4 separate regions of the Mus musculus genome follow, and regions 1, 2 and 3 are each linked to region 4. Evidence: chromatin contacts called from public HiChIP or PLAC-seq data. All regions are on one chromosome and are shown on one strand. The core of a region is the stretch at or near the end of the contact, and the rest is flanking DNA. Distances in the headings are between cores, read along the strand shown.

Region 1 (4,294 bases), core at 622-3,121, 780 kb after region 4:
ACAACAGACATTTAAATCTCAAAGTGATCTGCAGGAAGACTGGTCCATTAGTGCTTGGAAATCTCTACCACAAGGAAATTGAATTTAAACATGATAGAGAGGAAGTCACATTTATCTTCTATGCAGAAAGAAAAATAAGAACTTGTCAATGATTATTTGGACAAAATTACAAAAACTCTGGGTCATGTTCTAAGATTGGACTTACAGTGGGCTTAAGAGCAAGCAGGCAAAGTCTTAACTTCATGTTGAGAAGAACATTCTGGTCCTACAAAGGTACTGATCTTAGAGTGAATTGGAGTTGGTTTCCTTTTTCCAATTTACGGTGGAATGCAGTTGAATTATGATTTCACGAAGTATCCCATTTTGGCTTGGAACTCACTATGTAGACAAGACTGTCTTCACATTTATGATCACCCTGCCTCATGTTCCTGAGTGTTATTAGGACTGCAGGCATATGAGGCCATGCCTAGAGGAGTTGGAGTTATCTGTCAATAGAGATGAAATACATTTCAATTATGAATTATCATCTATCAGAATAATAGCATTTGGCATGGAAAGGATGGAAACCATGATTGCAAAGGAAAATATCCAATTGCTGTAGTTATTGGACTCATTTTACAAATGGGCCTTTCTGGTTTTGTTTTGTTGTTGTTGTTGTTGTTTTTTCACAAAGCAAAAGACTTTGTCATTCCTGAAAACATAAATCATTGTTATTTCCAGTTTACCAAGGCTTCAAAGACAGTGAGGAAGGATTCGGATCTATGTGAGGAAAGTGTTCAATTTTCTTATATGAATTTGTACATTCAACTCTCCTCAAGAATGTTCCTTGGAAAAACTCTAAATGAGAGGAGTTCAGACCACACTTTCTTAGCACCTGCTGTCCTAGGGCACTTATTGAACATTTAACAGAAAAAAAGGGTTTCTATGTGGTTTTATATACCGTAGAAGGTCTTAATATTCTTTGTAATGAATGGCATGCCACAGTGCACGTGTATGTGTTAGAGGACAACTTAGAGAAGCCAATCCTTTACTTTTACAACGTGGTCCCAGGTCTCAAACTCAAGTATGACTGAGGCACCTTTACCCACTGAGTTATCTGACCTGCCACTGTATTCTTTATAATTTATGGTTAATATAGGACAAACTCCCTGGTACATATCTTACTGAAGCTTTCAAAAATGGTTGTCTGAGGTTGATTGTATTGCAGAAGACCCTGAAGTACAAGGCAAAACAAAGAACTCTGTCTATCAGCTGTCCTAAAGCCATATGATCTGTCTATCTACAGCTGTGGAACTGAAATTCTAAGGCAGCGCTATACGTGTCTCTTTCACCCCAAGGCCTATGTTACCACTTAGTCTATTTTTGTCACTATATATTAAGCATTTACTGAATAAATGAGAAAAAACAAAATGCTTGCCTCATTGGGTCCTTGATGAAATATTATTCTGTGAGATTATTGTGCATTCAGAAGACCACAGACTTCAGAATGCAAGTGACTTTCCTGTTTTGCTCCTGCTGTGTGATCTTGGCTATGTCCTTCTACCCATGGACTTCAGTCTTTTCATCCATATAACAAGAAATAGGCATTTTAGACTTGCCAAGAGGGTGAGCTGAGAAAATATGTGTTATTTGTCTAGCCAAGGGAGAGTACCTCCTCAGTGGGAAGATGCTGATGGAGGCAATGGCATAGGATCCGAAACTCACTGCGGGTCCTTGGGGAGATGAATACTTTTCTAGTCTTTAGACAGCCCTTCCACACTCAAAAAAAGGGCCAAAGCCTCTCAAAGAGGAAATGGCTCAGCTAGGAACTCTTCTCCAGCGGGTCACATTGCAGAAACAGTGTTTTGGCAAGCCAAACAAAGACACTATTATTCCCAAGCAAAGACAATGCCAAGAAGGTGCTGGGTGGTCCAGAATACAGGAGACAGATAATGTAATGGCTCCATTCATCAAAAAGGCGAGAGTGCACACCAGCTGCTTGCCAGCTGGAAAATGAAGCTCTTCTCCCTTCTGAGGGTAATTTACTTCTGCTGGGGAGACTCTGAAATATTCTTCACCTTTAAGGGACCAACCAAATTCCAACAGGATCATGTAACATTGTGAGGACCCAGCTAAGGAGAACAAATAAACCAAGGGGCTGAAGACAGTACAGTACAGCCAACTGTCCTCTTCCTTAAGTTTGAGCTATCTTTTACCTTGTGGATATCGAGTAGTTTGCAATTTGTTATATTTCTCTTCTTGTTCGGCCACCAGGAAGCTAACTGCCAAGCTTTAGCTAATCCTCAAGTCTCACTAGTACAAGAAACTATAGAGTACATTTCTGTATTAACTGTTTCTACAGCCTTTGGGAGTTTTCCTCTCCAAATTTTAAAATAGCAAATGATCCACAGTTATTAACCTCTTTTCCCTTTTCATAAAATGGGCATATCATTTTGATAATTATCCTGTGGTTAAGAACCTACAGGTTCTCCCCTCATTTAATTAATTAGTAAAAACAATGTAGCTCTTGGGTCAGAAAGGTGGATCGGTGGGGAAAGGTGGCTGCCATCAAGCTTGATGACATGGGTTTGATAAAAAGCTGACTTGCAAATTGTGTTCTGACCTTCAGAATTTCACTGTGGAACACAAGCACCTCTGCCATAAATACATATACAGATAATTTAATAAATGTATCAATTGTTTTAAAATAATGTAGTAGTGTATCTTTTCTGGGCATTAAACAATTGTTTTGTTTTGTTTTTTTACACTCAACTAATTGCATGCTTTTAAAATTAAAAAAAAATGGCAGCCACTTTGTAGATAAACTGTCTCATTAAATATTCAAGATAATCCCTTAATAAACTATTTTATTTTAGGTACTTAAATGACGTTATTGAGATCTAATACACTTAAATGATTTATCTTGTTCCTATAGGTTGAAATTGAGGGGTGTAGGCTTTGAGCCAGAATTCATCTGAAAGTAGACGCTGAATCTTGAACCATGACATTACCAATTTCTTACATTTTTTTAAATTAAAAATTTTTAACTTTTATTATATATGAGTACTGTGTTTATATCATTCTCACCAACTTTTCTTTCACCAAATCCTCCTGTGTCTACCTCCACTCCCTCTCAAATATATGGCCTCTTCTTTTATATATATAAAATGTATGGAGTTCATTTAGTGTTGCTTATATTTACATCTGTTTAGGGTTGAGCTGATGGGATTAGATAACCCATTAGGCATCTCATTGACGGAGCAAACCAATTCTCTGTTTCACCCCAGCCATTAGTTATGCCCTCTTCCTTACTCTTTGTTATTTGTAAGGCTGTGGGAAGCAGTTGATGTGAATTTGTTGATCCTAAAAGTGTGCTCTAACTCACACAGTGAAACCCACAAGCCAAGGTCAGGAATTGGGTGTTGCAGTCCCCAGAGTAAAGTAGAAAATTTCAGCGGAACATGGAGAAGCCATGTATTGGAAACAGCTACAACATTTTGGCACAGCTTTCATGCAGAGAGGAAATTATGCATGAAGGAAGCACGGGGGTCATGAGGCAAGATTCCATTCTTGGAAAGAGAGGAAGGTTGAACAGGACCTAAGGGGTGGGTTAGTGTGGTGCAGGGATCCATGCGAGAGCTGTTGACAGAATCTGCAGATATAGATGGTCCAGTTATATGAATGCTATGTACAACATTTTTTTCCAGCAGCAAATTTACTTCTACTTAAAAAATTTTCATGATCTAAAGAATTTACCACCCTCAAGAAGGAAACAATCATCATATTTGGGAGAAATTCAATCTATCAAGGGAGCGTCTGCTCAAGTTATGTTTTTCGTGAAATGATACATCTCACTCTTACACTGCTACAATGTAGCCAGTTACATACATGTCAATGCAGAAGCCATGAAGTCTATCTCCAGGGAGATCTCTTTTCATCAATACATGGGCATGATTTCTTCTTGGAAGACATTTGGACCTGTGTAGCTCCCTCAGAGGGCTTGGCACCCACTTGTGAAATTACTCAGTCTTTTATCATTTTTAGTTTTGCACATGATCCTTTTGAATCTCAAAATAACTCTGATGACAATCACAGAAATCAAGTTACTTCATTTCTATTGAACCCCCTCTCACTAACAAGTGGTCAATGAAACAAAAACAATGAAGTCAGCAGCACCGACTGTGAAGGAGATGCTCAGTGTTGGGGGCCAAGTTGGGATAAAGTAAGCTCAGCAACTGAGGGCCCCTCTCTTGCTCTCAGTGTCCTTGCTGGGGTGGGTGGTCCAGGGTTTCTTACTCCTTGTAGGCCATGAGGT
Region 2 (4,192 bases), core at 978-3,477, 940 kb after region 4:
TGAAACTAGAGTTACAGGAGATTGTGAGCCATTATTCTTTGTAGATGTTGGGAACTGAGTTCCACTCCTCTGGAAGAACAGCAATCACTCCTAACTGCTGAGCTATCTTTCCTGAGATACATTTTATAGGAATAAAACTAATTCTGTGTATTTACCAAAATTGGATGTTACATTGTTAGCCTTGGCAGGAAGAGAATATGCCAAGTCTACTTGAAACAGTTGTCCCATGACATGAATTTAATCAAAATACATACCTTGCATATAGCATTCCTAGTGTTGGTATCAGGACCTCTGAAACCAGTAACATCACATAGGTGGAACCTGCAGACCTGTTGCCAAGGCAACAGCCACTATATTCCCTGAATCCCCTTGGCTCACTTCCCACCTTTACCTGTGATTATGTCACCCCCCCCTCCCAATCTCTCTCTCTTTCCCCCTTCTCTTTCTGCTACCACCTTGCTCTTCTCTCTCAACAAACCTCATGTGTAACTGTTTGGCCTGGTGGGGTCCTTCTGAAGTTGCAGAACCTTCAAGGTCATAACATTGTTGCCGAAACCCAGGACGGCCTATAGCTCGGGAACCTTGGATAAGTCATTGTCCTTGCTGTGTTTGAGGTTCCTAGTTCAAAAAATGGGGTTGGGAAGATGGGCTGAGGATGAAGCATGCACAAGTCCTTGGGTTTGTCAACCTTCACATGTGAAAAGCTCTGGTTGGATCCCCTACATTGTAAAACAACAACAAAAGAAAGAGAAGGAAGGGAAAATTTACCCAGGTTGAAATCCTTTTAGAGAACTCTGAAATGGGTCTGGAGGAATGGCTCAGTGGTTAGGAACACATCCTTTCAAAAACCTGAGAGTTTCTTTTCCAGAAGCCAGACAAGTGGCTCACAGCAACTCTACCTTCAGCTCCAGGGTACCTGAAATGTTCTTCTGTCCTCTGTGGGCAGCTAGCTACACATATATGTCAGATACTTACATAGACAAAGACATAGATTTAAATAAAAATAAGACAAATAAATATTTTTAAATCATTTAAAAGCCCCCTTTCAACACGCTCCTCTAGGCAGTACTAATTGAATTTAGTGATTATGTATGACAAGATGAAGTTTAACGGTTTCTATTTTTGCAGAAATGGAAGCTAGAGGAAGAAAGAGAGCCTAGATATGGCCATAATTAATTGCTTATGTCTATGAAATTCTCTGAAATAAAATATTTTAAATCCTTAAGATTTTATTAATACATTTAATACTTGCTACAACTTCAGAGCCAAGCTATAGGGACGCTGTTTTTGGATATTGTTAGAATTTGAGCTCTAATTTTAGGAAGTCACCACTAGCCTGCTGTGAAAGCAAACAAACCTGCAGTAGGATTCCAAGCTGTTTTCCTGCTATGATGAATCTGATGAAATGGAGCTTCAAGGAAAATGTACATTTTACATTTCCCCACTCTTGATAAAAGGTCACCGTGACCTCTATTTTTCTTCTTAGAGACTGATAAAGTGGCATAACAACTTTCCAGAACAGGTAAAACCACAGTGATCAGCAGAGAGTCTCTCAGGACATGGCAATCAGGTGCCCCTTAGGCACTGTGGCAATTCTGCATCCATAAATCTCCACAGCACCTGCTCTGTAGTAGACTTTTCAGTAAACGCTGTGTTATAGGGTCATAAAACCACAGTATAAAGTTTGGAGCGATTAAGAAGAAAAAGCTTTCCCAGCGATGCCTACCACACTCCACTTAGCAACAGACGTTTGTCCTGGAGAGAAGCATGAATGTCCCCTTCAGTCCCCTCCCTCCTCATGGGGTCTGATGCAGCTGCAGATGCCTCTGGCTGCTCCCTGCCCCTTCTTACACTGCTGCATTGCTCTGAACTAGGCCTTTGTTCTTGCAAGGGAATCAAAGGGAACTTGGAATTGAACTTGCGGATGCTTGCTGGCAGGAGGGAGAAAGAGGAGAGCCTGGGATTTTGGATAGTTTATGTGACCCTTATTTCCTACCCACCCTCCACACTCAACTCAATTAATCTCAAGTTGAAACAGATTTATTTATATTTTCCAGAACATTCTAGCGATGTTGTCTTCATTTGGGCCAGTTTCTAAGTGTTTTCTTTCCTTTTGTTTGAAAAGAAACATGAGACTGGTCCCTATTAAAAAGGAAGAAAGCATCATGGATATCCAGCTTCCCTCCAGCTACCCTGAATCTGAGCAGACTGCATGACTCATCTTTCCTAGAAACACAACAATGAGGTCATCCTGTCTGCTTCCTTCCCACTCTGAGTACAGTTGAATTGGGTTCCTCTGTTCTCAGAGGGTTTTTTTTTTTTTTTGAAAAGCCCTCTGCTTGTTAAAATGCCTGAGTTTTGTTATATAATTGGAGTGCAGCAAGAAAGAACACTAGCAGTGATTGGCATTTTTTTTTTCACTCATCTCAATTCTCATCTACAAAACTAAAATTGTGTAAGTGGTAGGAAAAAAAGTTATATCTCAATATTGTTTTGTTATTTTTCTCTTGTCCTGGAAGCTCACCACTTTCACAGACAGTTACATGTACATTGAACAACTCCCCTAGACTAGGTTCATTTGCAGAAAACTAAAATCTGATGCTTGTTGCCAGCCACAATTTTGCCCTCTACCATGCCCGTCTCTTTTTCGATCATTATCATGTGACGGACCATCCTCCGCTCTATGTCTGGGTCTGTCAGATATGGTTCTTGACACTTTAAATGCTTAGTTGTGCTGATTGATTAATAAGTTAGGCTGAACTCCAAATAAATTTAAATATCTGGCTACATATTCCTGTAAGTAGATATTCACTAAGCTGACAAGTTGCCATCATAGAGTAAAGAAAATACCTGGACAAATACACTGTCTGGAACCCATCAGATAGTCTGGTATCGTTATTATACAACCAGAATCTAGGCTATGCTTATTTTTTTTTAAGTAATTATAGTTTTCAAAATTTCTGACTCTGTTGCTGAAAATGTTGCTAAGGTCAAGACACTAATTCATGCATAATTAAATTATGCAATCATCATGTCCCCACTTGGCATTGATTGTCTGCAAATAGAATAGTCTAGGAGAAGAGAAAGGACTACCTGGAAGTAGAAGAGACAGGGAAGCAGAGGAGAGTACTGGTCTACTTAGGGAATACACTCAAAGTATAGTATGTCCTTGTATTAAAAAATAGCACACTGTATCTGTATTAAACCTGTAAAAAGTTGAAGGAGAATATTATAAAAAATTGTATTTTTGTCTATTTTACAATTTGTATATATCTAAGATATTAATGTTCAAAGATTAGCTTATAAGACCTCTCAACTTCCTTTGAAATAGAATAAAATGCATTTCCTACTGCATCAAAAATAAATTTAAGAAACAAACAGATGAAAGGAAAATACAGAGAGATAGCATAAGATACCATAGGAGTTCTAGGTGTTTTATATGGAATAGACATTATAGTTTTCCATTTGGGTTGAAGGTACTATAGGTACTTTCCAGACAGACATTAAAAGCACAACATCCCAGAATTTACAGCTAAAATAAGACTCTAGATGTGTAAAGAATCTTGTTCTCACAGCTAGCAATGCTTGAATTGTAAGTAGGTCTTGTCTGTCATTAGCTGGACCCTGGTCTGAGCAGGTTCACAATGCAGAATGATTTCTTGGATTGAAGTGAAGAGAACAAAGCTAACTGGAGATTAATTGGAATAGCCTGGAGAAATTTAAATAAATATGACAAACTACACGGGGAGTTCTGTGGTGTAAAGCACATGTATATTTAAAAAGGTTGACATGTACAGGGCCAAATAATCTTATTATTAAAAGATAGCTTGGGAAACCCAGATACTTTCTTAAATTTCCAATAAAGTGACATATCTCTGTTGTGCCCCAATCCCTGCAACCTATGTATGGACTATCACTTTATACTAAATTTTCATGCCATTCCTTAACTAGTCTTTTTGGTCCTGTTTCTTCCTTCTTAAAATAGATTTCTTTATTTACATGTGTGTGCATATGCAAGGCCAGCAGGTGTTAAATCCTCTGGAACTGGAGTTATAGGTAGTTTCAAACTACCTGATGCGGTCAGTAGTGAGGCTAAACCTTAGTTTCTGGCAAAAGCAATCACTGCTCTTAACCACTGAGCCACCCCCTAGCCCCTATTTCTGCCTTTGAGGTTTTTCCTTCTAGATTTTTC
Region 3 (4,132 bases), core at 1,440-3,939, 750 kb after region 4:
ACAGCCAAAGTTGTCTCCTGGCCTCTGTACACCTGTGTATATACACATATACAAATCTTATATGCCAAACAGTCAGAAAGAAGTAGAAACAACCAGCAGCCAGGGAGGTGCTGTGGCATTGACTCTCTAGCTGAGGGCAGCAAAATTCTTCCTCCAGGCTCTATTTTCTATTGACTTACTTAGCTTTGATGTTAGCTCAGATGTGCAAATTTCCTTCCTCTAGAGCAGTGGTTCTCAACCTGTGGGTCACAACCCCTTTATTAGACACTTACATTACGATTCATAACAGTAACAAAATTACAGTTCTGAAGTAGAAGCCAAAAATAATTATATTGTTGGGGGTCACCACAACATGAGGAACTGTATTAAGGGGTTGTGGCATTAGATTGGTTGAGAACCATTGTCCCAGAAAGATGTTTGTGGGGGCTATGGTATCCCTGGCATGATCATGTATAGCTTTTGCTAAAAATCTTTGAGCTTCAGCCTAATCGTCTTAAAGTGCAGTTTTTACTCTCTTCTGCACAACTTCTGTTTCCTCCCTCAAACTTGGAAAAGTATTTTTGTATTCTTCTATTTCCTGCCTTTTCTTACCACGTTTTCGAAGGAGAATCAGCTGTTCATACCATCTGGTCATCGTCTTACGGCTTAGAGCAGAATGTTTGGTGATATGAAATGCGGTGATTTTCACTTCAGGTACACAGCCACGGATGAAGAGAGTCCCAGACTCTTCATGTCATCTTGCTGAGTTAAGTTGATACTGAGTGAATGGCAGTCGATTACAGGGCTTACCATGGGACTATCCACATAGATGTTAACACATTTACAGTCACTCAGACAGACAGCACAAAACAAATGTGAAGTAAGGGAGATCAGGCTTCTAATTCCACCTCTGTTACTAACTTGCTGGGTGGTAGTTGAATAATTACATAATTCTATAGAGGAGGTTGTATTATTTTAATTTACAGATAACAATTCTGAGGTATGGTACTGCTAGTCTTTGCTCTGGACACCACATTATTATTGTCTTGGGCAAAAAATGTTCACATTTATTTCTGCTAGTCTCCAAATCGAGAACCCCCAAGTTTAGGTTTGAAGAGAAGGCCATCCATGTGGTTGCATCTTACTTCATGTTATTGTGACTTAGATGTGTAATGTCCCCCATAGGATCATACATTCCAGCACTTTGTCTCCCTGTGACTGGTGATGTTATGAAAATTGTAGAACCATTTAGACACAAGGGTTATGGTTGTAGGGGTGGGGCTAGGTGGTTATAGCCTGGACTTGGGTTCAGTCTAAGATCTCTGCTTTCTTATCCACCAAGATATGAGAAAGGTTCACACCCCCTGCTTCCATAGACAGGAGGAAAACTCACCTCTCATGCCTTGCCAGCATGGTAGATTCTGCTCCCTGAACCATGAGCCAGAGATTCCATCATGTGAGTCACAATTAAATTATGGAGAGATGCTGAAGAACTCTTTTAATTAGGTAGTCTGAATATGAAGTACTTCTCAAGAGTTAACTACTAAATGGGGGGTTTACAAGATAAGAGGTAACTAGGGGAAGAACCTAGGGATGCTAACTCTAGGATTTGCATGGCAATGGCTGTGACTGTAGCCTTTCAAGTGAGAGAGTACAACATCATCTATTGATGGACGAACACTCATGGAAAAGGGTGAGGGAGATACCAACCAGACTGCAAATGCCCATGTGGGCTTTATAGACAAACTAAAGTGATGGAATGTTGGGAAGTGACTATCCCCTTACTGTGAATAACATGAATTTTATATATCAATTTTCCAGAGACTGAGTAAGAAAAGATTTATAGGAATCAGGAGAAAACAGAAAACTATTTAAGGAATGAAACAGAAAAATGATTAGGGATAATAAGCTTGGCTGAGGTCATTAAAGACTGAAGATTAGGAAGCTTCCAGTTGTATTTCAAATATGCTCATGTGAGGAACAACATCCTTCTAACAATATCAGTGGAGAAATTTTAAATGTTGGAGATAGTAGCTAAAAGATGGCCTGAAGGAGCCGAGGCATGGAAGAGGAGACAGAGTAAGGGCAGAAGGAGGAAAAAGAATGAGTAACAGTGTCAGAAGACACTGAATGATCCAATCCAGTCAATATGGGGGAAGGGAGGAGAGGTTTGATGAAGGGGTGGACATGAGGATGGAGGGATATTTCCTACTGAGTGACTGAGTACTATAGAAGGGCAGTCAATGTGCAAACTATGAGAAAGGTATTGACCAAGAGGAAGCAGATAGACTGCTGGACATCTCACTCTATACAGTGTAAGACTTGGGATCTATTATTAGACCCCACACTGGAAAAGAAAAAAGAGATAGAAGAAAATCCAGGGATGATAGTACACACCTGTAATCATAGCACTGGAAAGAAGGACACTGGTGGAAGGAACCCTGGGCTCACGAGATCTCAGTTTAGCCTTCTTAGAGAACACCAGTCTAGTAAGAGACCCTGTCTCATAAGAAGGAAGAAGACAATTGGTAGATAATGACATTGCTTTAACTTCCATATGAAAACACATACAGAAAGACAGACAGACAGACAGACAGACAGACACACCATACCACACACACACACACACACACACACACACACACACTACACAGAAGCAGATCAGTGTATTATGCTGTATGCAGATCAGAAGGACCTCAGATGGTGTCACCTGGGAAATCCCCAGATAGCTGTTGTGACTAGATGAATGGATGGATGGATGGATGGATGTTCTTCTTACAGGGAAGCCCTCTTCTCCAAAGGTCACTGATCAGTTCCTCCCAGGAACCCTTTTTTCTTCAGCTGAAGTCCTCAACCTCCCTCCACTGCCCTCCTTTGTGAGCAGCCCCTATTGTGTGAAGTAAAAGTTCAGGGCTGGGGGTTGGAACAAAGCTTACTGAGGAAATGTTTGCTCTCAAGTGTTGGTGAAATGAGGGCATCACACACTTCCTGGATCTTTTTAGTTTTAAGAACATATCAGTGAACCCCCAGCATCCTAATGAGTTATGGGCTCTTGTGGTTATGTGGAAAGTGTGAAATGAAAGAATCTGCGTTTGAGTGATTTATGACCAGAGAATATCCAGAGACGGTTTCAAATCCCCCTAGGGGCATGTACAGCTCAGACATCATCTCCTGGGTGAGGCCCACCCTTTGCAAACTTGATTGTAAGGTTTCCCCAGTTATAAAAAGTATCCTCCATGCTGGCAGGATCTCACCCAACATGTATTTTATCAAGTACTCTTGATTATTATATTCTAATTTGTTTTCCTGGAGGGAGGTTTGAGAAACAATACTAAGAAGCCAAACAGGAGGAGTCCATCGGGAAAGAACTCCAGTAGTGTCCCCCAGGGACTCATGGCTCATTCCTACAGGAGATTCCATCTTTGAAATGTCTCTGCAAAACTCCCTCCCACCCTACTTGAAATTTCACAGCTGTGAGACAGAGGGACTTTGAAGGGCGGAAAGACAAGAGGAATATTTTTTCTTCCTTCATGGTCCTATTTAACAGTTAGTTCCCAAGTGGTATTAATAAACATTTGAACATCAAAAAGTTAACTTGACATTTCTATATCCTCCCCATTGTCTCTCCATTTTTGCCTTACAAAATGCCTCAGCCTTTATGATTTCTATGTTGTGCTCAGCATTCAAATAGCTTTCTAGAAAACACATGTAAGTTTGTTTATATGTCTAAGAGGGCTATAGAAATATTGGGGTGTTTCAGGTTTTTGTTTTTTGTTTTTTTGTTTGTTTGGTTTTGTCTCTTTCTTTCTTTCTTTCTTTCTTTCTTTCTTTCTTTCTTTCTTTTTTTTTTTTTTGAAAAAGTTTGTAAGCGCGACAGTACCAAAAAAAAAAAAAAAAAAAAAAAAGAATTTAAGTTCTAAAGTCCTTATGTGGGGCATAGGAATTAGCCACGCTGTGGGCACTAGCTTAATCTTGCTTATTTGCATCCCATGTTTGTGTTCTTGAAAGCCAACTATTCTGCCTCAGTTTTCTGATACAGAAAATGATCTTCTCTAGTCATGCTTTTATTCAGAGACTTTTGAGGCTCAAATTAAATGGTACATTGCACATTAGTGTTCTAATTATTATTGATTTCATAATGGTATGTTAGGAT
Region 4 (4,617 bases), core at 1,348-3,847:
CTTCTGTAGTGTTGCAGAACTTTGTCTTGGGTGGGGTATGGTGTGGATATAGGTGTCCCATTAATAGCGGAGTGACTTCATTAGTTCCAACTCTGCACTAACTGTGTCTACTATAGAAGAAGCGTCTCTGGACAAGGTCGAGGGCAACACTGACCCATCCATCTTAAGGGCACACACACAAATATTATGAGGAAGTTTGATGACACGTACATTCTGTAACACAGCAGTGGTGGGTTCCCCCTTAGGACCTGTGACCTTCCAAGCCATGGGGCTTTGGGCCAGGTTTATAGAGGCAGGCATGAATTCCTTCCTCTGTACCTGGCTCAGCTCTAATCAGAAAGTGGTTGGTTACCCCCATAACTTTCATGCCACTATTGTGCCAGTGGGTATGGCTTGCCTGGCAGGTTGGTCTTGCAGCCTTCAGGGTTCACTTCTGAGTGGTAGATCAATGGCTTTTCCCTCTCAGTTTGTATGTCATTGTTTTGTTTGCTCATTTGTTTGTTTTTGTCTGTTTTCAAGTTACCTGTGGCCAGATGATTTTATTCATTTTTGTTTCTGCTGGAACTCCCTTGCCTAGGACAGAAGACCTGATACCCAGCAGCCACACACACCCTGATCCTTTTTTTTTACTGGATCAGAAATTGAAGAATACAGGTGCAAACACCTCTACCATAGCTGGGATTTTGCTCTGTAGAAGGGAGTTCCTGTATGTGTCTGGGTTGTGTTTTCTATTGGAAATCATGCATCGGGAGTCTCCTGTTTCTCTGTATCCACAGGATGAAGTGTCTTTGGGCTCATAACATGAGGTATTTCTGAGACAGCCAGGATAGAGCTGGCCCAGAGAGCAGGACAAGCAATTGCTAGGCTGAAACTTGGTCTAACAGGTGGCACAATAGGGTCTTGCCTTTATGCCTTTTCGGAGGTCTATTAAAATAAGTAGCACACTTACTGTCAACCTTAACTGCCTGGGGAACTGCCTTTTGGTCCAGATACGGGCAGTTCTGTCCCCTGTTCCCTGTGATGTGCCTAGGATAAGACAGGCAGTGTCTTGTGGTCTGCAGGGCACACAGTATGAGTGATTAGTGAGCAAATAACATATACACATGCAGCCTTCTTCTCTGCTATGTCCGTTTGAATACATGAAGGAACCCACAAATCCTAAAGCAGAGTTAATGTCATTCATCGGCATGACTACAAGTTGGAAAGAAGTCATTTAGAGTGCAAGAAGAGGGTCAGCCTATCTTCTTGGCCTCCTGCCCTCATGAAGCAGTGCAGGGGGCAGGCTCATTGCACTACAAGGCTGGAGAGAGCCCTGATGCTCACTGGCAAGCAGCATGTTCTTGGGCCACTGGTTTTCCCTCTTGGAGCTTCTCTCTTTCTCTGTCAGAAAAGGATGCAAATGTTTGCCCAGGAGCAGCTAAAGCCACAGGTGTGTTGTTGCTGACGCTTGGCAATGTTTGGTGTCTTCTTCCCTTCCTGGAGGGGCCATTGCAATGGAAGTCTTGGAGTCTTAGGACAGAGGTGAAAATCTCAGGTCAGTAGTTATTTCCATTGTAGTTTGACAACCTGAAATTACTCAGGAAGAGGGATTAATGAGAAAACTTATTGAGATCAATTACTGGGGTACTTGGACTGTGGTCATATCTTTGGGAATTGTCTTGATTGCTAATTGAGGTGGGCAGGTGTCTTAGACACTGTCCTATTGCTGTGAAAAGACACCATGACCAAGGCAGTGGCCGTGGTTTTGGCTGTGTGCAGAAGGACCAACATGATGGAAGGCACTGGGTGAAGGGAGGCGGGTGGGGAGGAGATTGGCTGGAGGGGTTGGTACAGCCAAACAGAGGCAAGGTAGGCTCAAATATCACAGGACTTTTGAGACAATGAGGGTCTTGCTCCCAGCCAGGAGACAATGAAGCAGCTGGAATAAAGTATTACACTCTCAATGCTCCTTCACAGCTTTAGTGGTGGTCTGTTACCTGTCACCTCAGACTGGTTCAAGGGTCTTTGAAGTGTGAAACCAGCTTAGCCAGCTTGATTTGTTCTTTCTCCTTTCTTTAACTTGTCTAGGATAGCCGAGTGCAGGGCAGGGGTCAGAAAGGAGTGAAATCAGCCCTGAACTTTGAAATGTTTGTCATGCTGTAGATGAAAAAGGCACAGGGGTGGCTATGCCCCGGGCATCCTGAGAGCCGCCTGCTGCTGCAGCTACTGTTCACATCTCTGCATTCACTTTTGCCTCTTTTGCTGGATTCTTACAGCTGTATGACAAAAGAACCAGTTACTCAAGCCACATTCAACCACTCACAAGGCAAGCGATGTTGCAGGAAGACTTTCAGCTACTGAATTTAGGATAAGGAGTGGTACTCTTAGCGGCAATCAGTGTGCACATTCTTGCTCTTGGCAGACTAACTATGGCCTTTGAACCCTGGATTCTCATTGTAGAATAATTGCTATGTGTCGGGAGACCACGCTCAGGGGAGGCAGAGCTGGCTCCCTACAGTGAGAAAGGCTCTGTTTCCCTTTGCATACATACCCACTTCTAAGAAACAGCCTTCTTCAAAAGGTATGAGTGGTTCTTTTGATTACCAGTAGATGGCGCCCAACACCCCCGTGGGAACTAAGGTCGTGGCTTCCTGTGTCTCTCCACTCCCCCGCCCCCGCGGCCTCGCCCCCATTCAGCCCCATCTTCTCCTTCTTGGGAGGGGCCTGTCCTTTCAGGTCCCAGGCAGAAAGTCACATAAAACAATTTGTGTCAGTCAGCAGATTCCTTGAAGATCGAACTGAATGATGAATGCAGGGTTGGAGGGCTCTTTTGACCTCTTTTTCTCTCTCTTTGTTTCCTGTGAATGCCTCATGGGCTGCCTACTGGCTTTGCACAGAGGACTCCTGGACTCCTTTGTGACTTTAGACCTTTCCCAAATGTTTCCCGACTGCTTCTCCTCCAGGTTCTTTCTAGCCAAGGAAAGACATTCAGAGAACACACCCTCAGCCATGCATACTCTCTACAAGCGCTCTCTCCCCCAGCTCCAAGCCCGAAGAACTCCTGGCCTTTCGGACAGAAACCTACTTTTTGTCTGTGGCCTCTACTGAGGATCTGTCTGCTCTGATTTTCAAGTAAAGAAAGCTTTGCCCAGCAGGGAAATGGGTCTTGACTTCAGACCCGATTTTCCCAAGGGCCAAGCAAGTCTCTTGGAAAGGCCAGTATCACCATGCCTTTTCTCTTTCTGACCACAGATGGACTGTCATAATATTTTTAACTTTGCTGGCTCTTTACTTCCCACTTTTGTTTTGCAGGTATCCTGTGCTGGTCCCAATGGGACACTCTGACCTATTGACTCAGTATTCAGTATCAGGACTGTAGTTGGTATTTAAAAAATAGGGCAGATGTTCCAAAAATGTGTTAGCCATGGCATAAGAAAGTATCTTTAAGACTTAGAGACAGATTAGCCAGTAAAGTGCTTGTCTTATAAGCACAAGGAACTATATTTTACCCCCAGAACTCATGGGAAAAGAAGCAGGGCTTGGTGGCTCTTGCTTCTAATACCAGCATTGGGGTGGCAGAAAAAGGTTCTGTCTCACTGGGGTTCATTGTCTAACTAGTCTAACCTACTTGGCAAGTTCCAGTGAACTACCCTGTCTCAAAACAAAACAAAACAAAACAAAACAAAACACAACAAAACCCCCAAACAACTAAACAACCAAAAAATCCCCAAAACAAACAAGGGGAGAGAGTATCTGAGAAATGATACCCGAGGTTGCACATGTAAATGCACATGCACACGCAATGCACACATGTGTGCCTGTGTACAAATAAACACACATCACAGCCATACATAAGAAAGTGACATTTCCTTCCACCCATCCCCCATCCTCTATGCCAGACAATAGGACTTCTCTTAGTATATACACAGAAACATGCAAAAATGGACTTTGTCCTCCAGGAGCCTCTGGCCAAAGGTGGAGTAGGGGGGTAAGAAAACAGACACAGAAATTCCCAGGTGAGACACACTGTAGATCTATGAAGCCTGGAGCTAAAAGGTGACATAAGAGTGGCCTGCTCCTTGTCATTCAGCAACCATATTGGGCTTTCCTGATCCCTAAAGTGTTAAGTCTCACGGTTCTGGAAGTCTTGGTTTCTAGAGGGCACTTGTAACCATCAGGTAATGTGAGTCCATCAACCCCGAGGGTTGCAGCTCCTTCCAGGTTGTACTGGGTTCCTTGTGAAGAGCCATTCCAGGAGTGGCTGTCCTGGGAGGAGTTATGGGCCCTGCTCCTCAGGAAGAAAGACAAGCTATACTGCTTCATGATGCTTCCCAATGGAGAGTGGGGTAGAAAGAGGTTTGTCATTGAGGTGGCCCTCTGGGCATCCCTGACACTCAGTTTTAAGTAAATGGGTAAGTTCCACAGCGGTAGCTAATAAGGATGCAACGAGCCCTGCTTGTCAGGTGCAGGGTCTTGGTCTCCCAAGTGCTTCAGCCTGGGAAGAACAGGGCCAGCTCTCCTGACTGCTGCAGGTAGTGAGGGGCCGTCATGGAGTGTCACCCTTGCACACACACCACCTCGTGGCAGACAGATGAGTGGCAGGGCCAGCTTTTCCACGCTCCCCCCCCCCCTCAGGCT

The links. HiChIP or PLAC-seq counts read pairs in DNA pulled down with a chosen protein or histone mark.
Region 1: an H3K27ac HiChIP or PLAC-seq map of stem cell-derived neural progenitor cells shows a contact between it and region 4, with 8 times the contacts expected there. The contact joins two enhancer-like sites. A contact is called at or near these places in 3 of 484 Hi-C or Micro-C datasets (Th2 cells, cerebellum and stem cell-derived motor neurons) and 2 of 115 datasets of contacts at active chromatin or transcription factors (pancreatic cancer cells and stem cell-derived neural progenitor cells).
Region 2: a contact with region 4 is called in an H3K27ac HiChIP or PLAC-seq map of stem cell-derived neural progenitor cells, with 17 times the contacts expected there. The contact joins two enhancer-like sites. A contact is called at or near these places in 2 of 484 Hi-C or Micro-C datasets (bone marrow-derived DN2 thymocytes and bone marrow-derived macrophages) and 4 of 115 datasets of contacts at active chromatin or transcription factors (neural progenitor cells, oligodendrocyte precursor cells, pancreatic cancer cells and 1 more).
Region 3: an H3K27ac HiChIP or PLAC-seq map of regulatory T cells shows a contact between it and region 4, with 10 times the contacts expected there. The contact joins two enhancer-like sites. A contact is called at or near these places in 4 of 484 Hi-C or Micro-C datasets (bone marrow-derived macrophages, cerebral cortex and nephron progenitors) and 3 of 115 datasets of contacts at active chromatin or transcription factors (pancreatic cancer cells, regulatory T cells and stem cell-derived neural progenitor cells).

The regions. Positions count from the first base shown.
Region 1 is chr12:15,729,073-15,733,366 of GRCm38.p6, reverse strand. It overlaps the pseudogene Gm4804. Among named protein-coding and RNA genes, the nearest start is that of Mir6387, 70 kb to the left of the region's middle. Within about 2 kb of position 1,871, at least 36 of the 459 cell types and tissues checked have an H3K27ac peak or open chromatin away from gene starts, as enhancers often do. A contact at or near this core is called in stem cell-derived neural progenitor cells, where this site is marked.
Region 2 is chr12:15,564,321-15,568,512 of GRCm38.p6, reverse strand. No RefSeq gene overlaps it. Among named protein-coding and RNA genes, the nearest start is that of Gm40287, 40 kb to the left of the region's middle. Within about 2 kb of position 2,227, at least 93 of the 459 cell types and tissues checked have an H3K27ac peak or open chromatin away from gene starts, as enhancers often do. A contact at or near this core is called in neural progenitor cells, oligodendrocyte precursor cells and stem cell-derived neural progenitor cells, where this site is marked.
Region 3 is chr12:15,754,043-15,758,174 of GRCm38.p6, reverse strand. No RefSeq gene overlaps it. Among named protein-coding and RNA genes, the nearest start is that of Mir6387, 45 kb to the left of the region's middle. Within about 2 kb of position 2,689, at least 12 of the 459 cell types and tissues checked have an H3K27ac peak or open chromatin away from gene starts, as enhancers often do. A contact at or near this core is called in regulatory T cells, where this site is marked.
Region 4 is chr12:16,507,546-16,512,162 of GRCm38.p6, reverse strand. No RefSeq gene overlaps it. Among named protein-coding and RNA genes, the nearest start is that of Lpin1, 80 kb to the left of the region's middle. Within about 2 kb of position 2,597, at least 69 of the 459 cell types and tissues checked have an H3K27ac peak or open chromatin away from gene starts, as enhancers often do. A contact at or near this core is called in neural progenitor cells, oligodendrocyte precursor cells, regulatory T cells and 1 more, where this site is marked.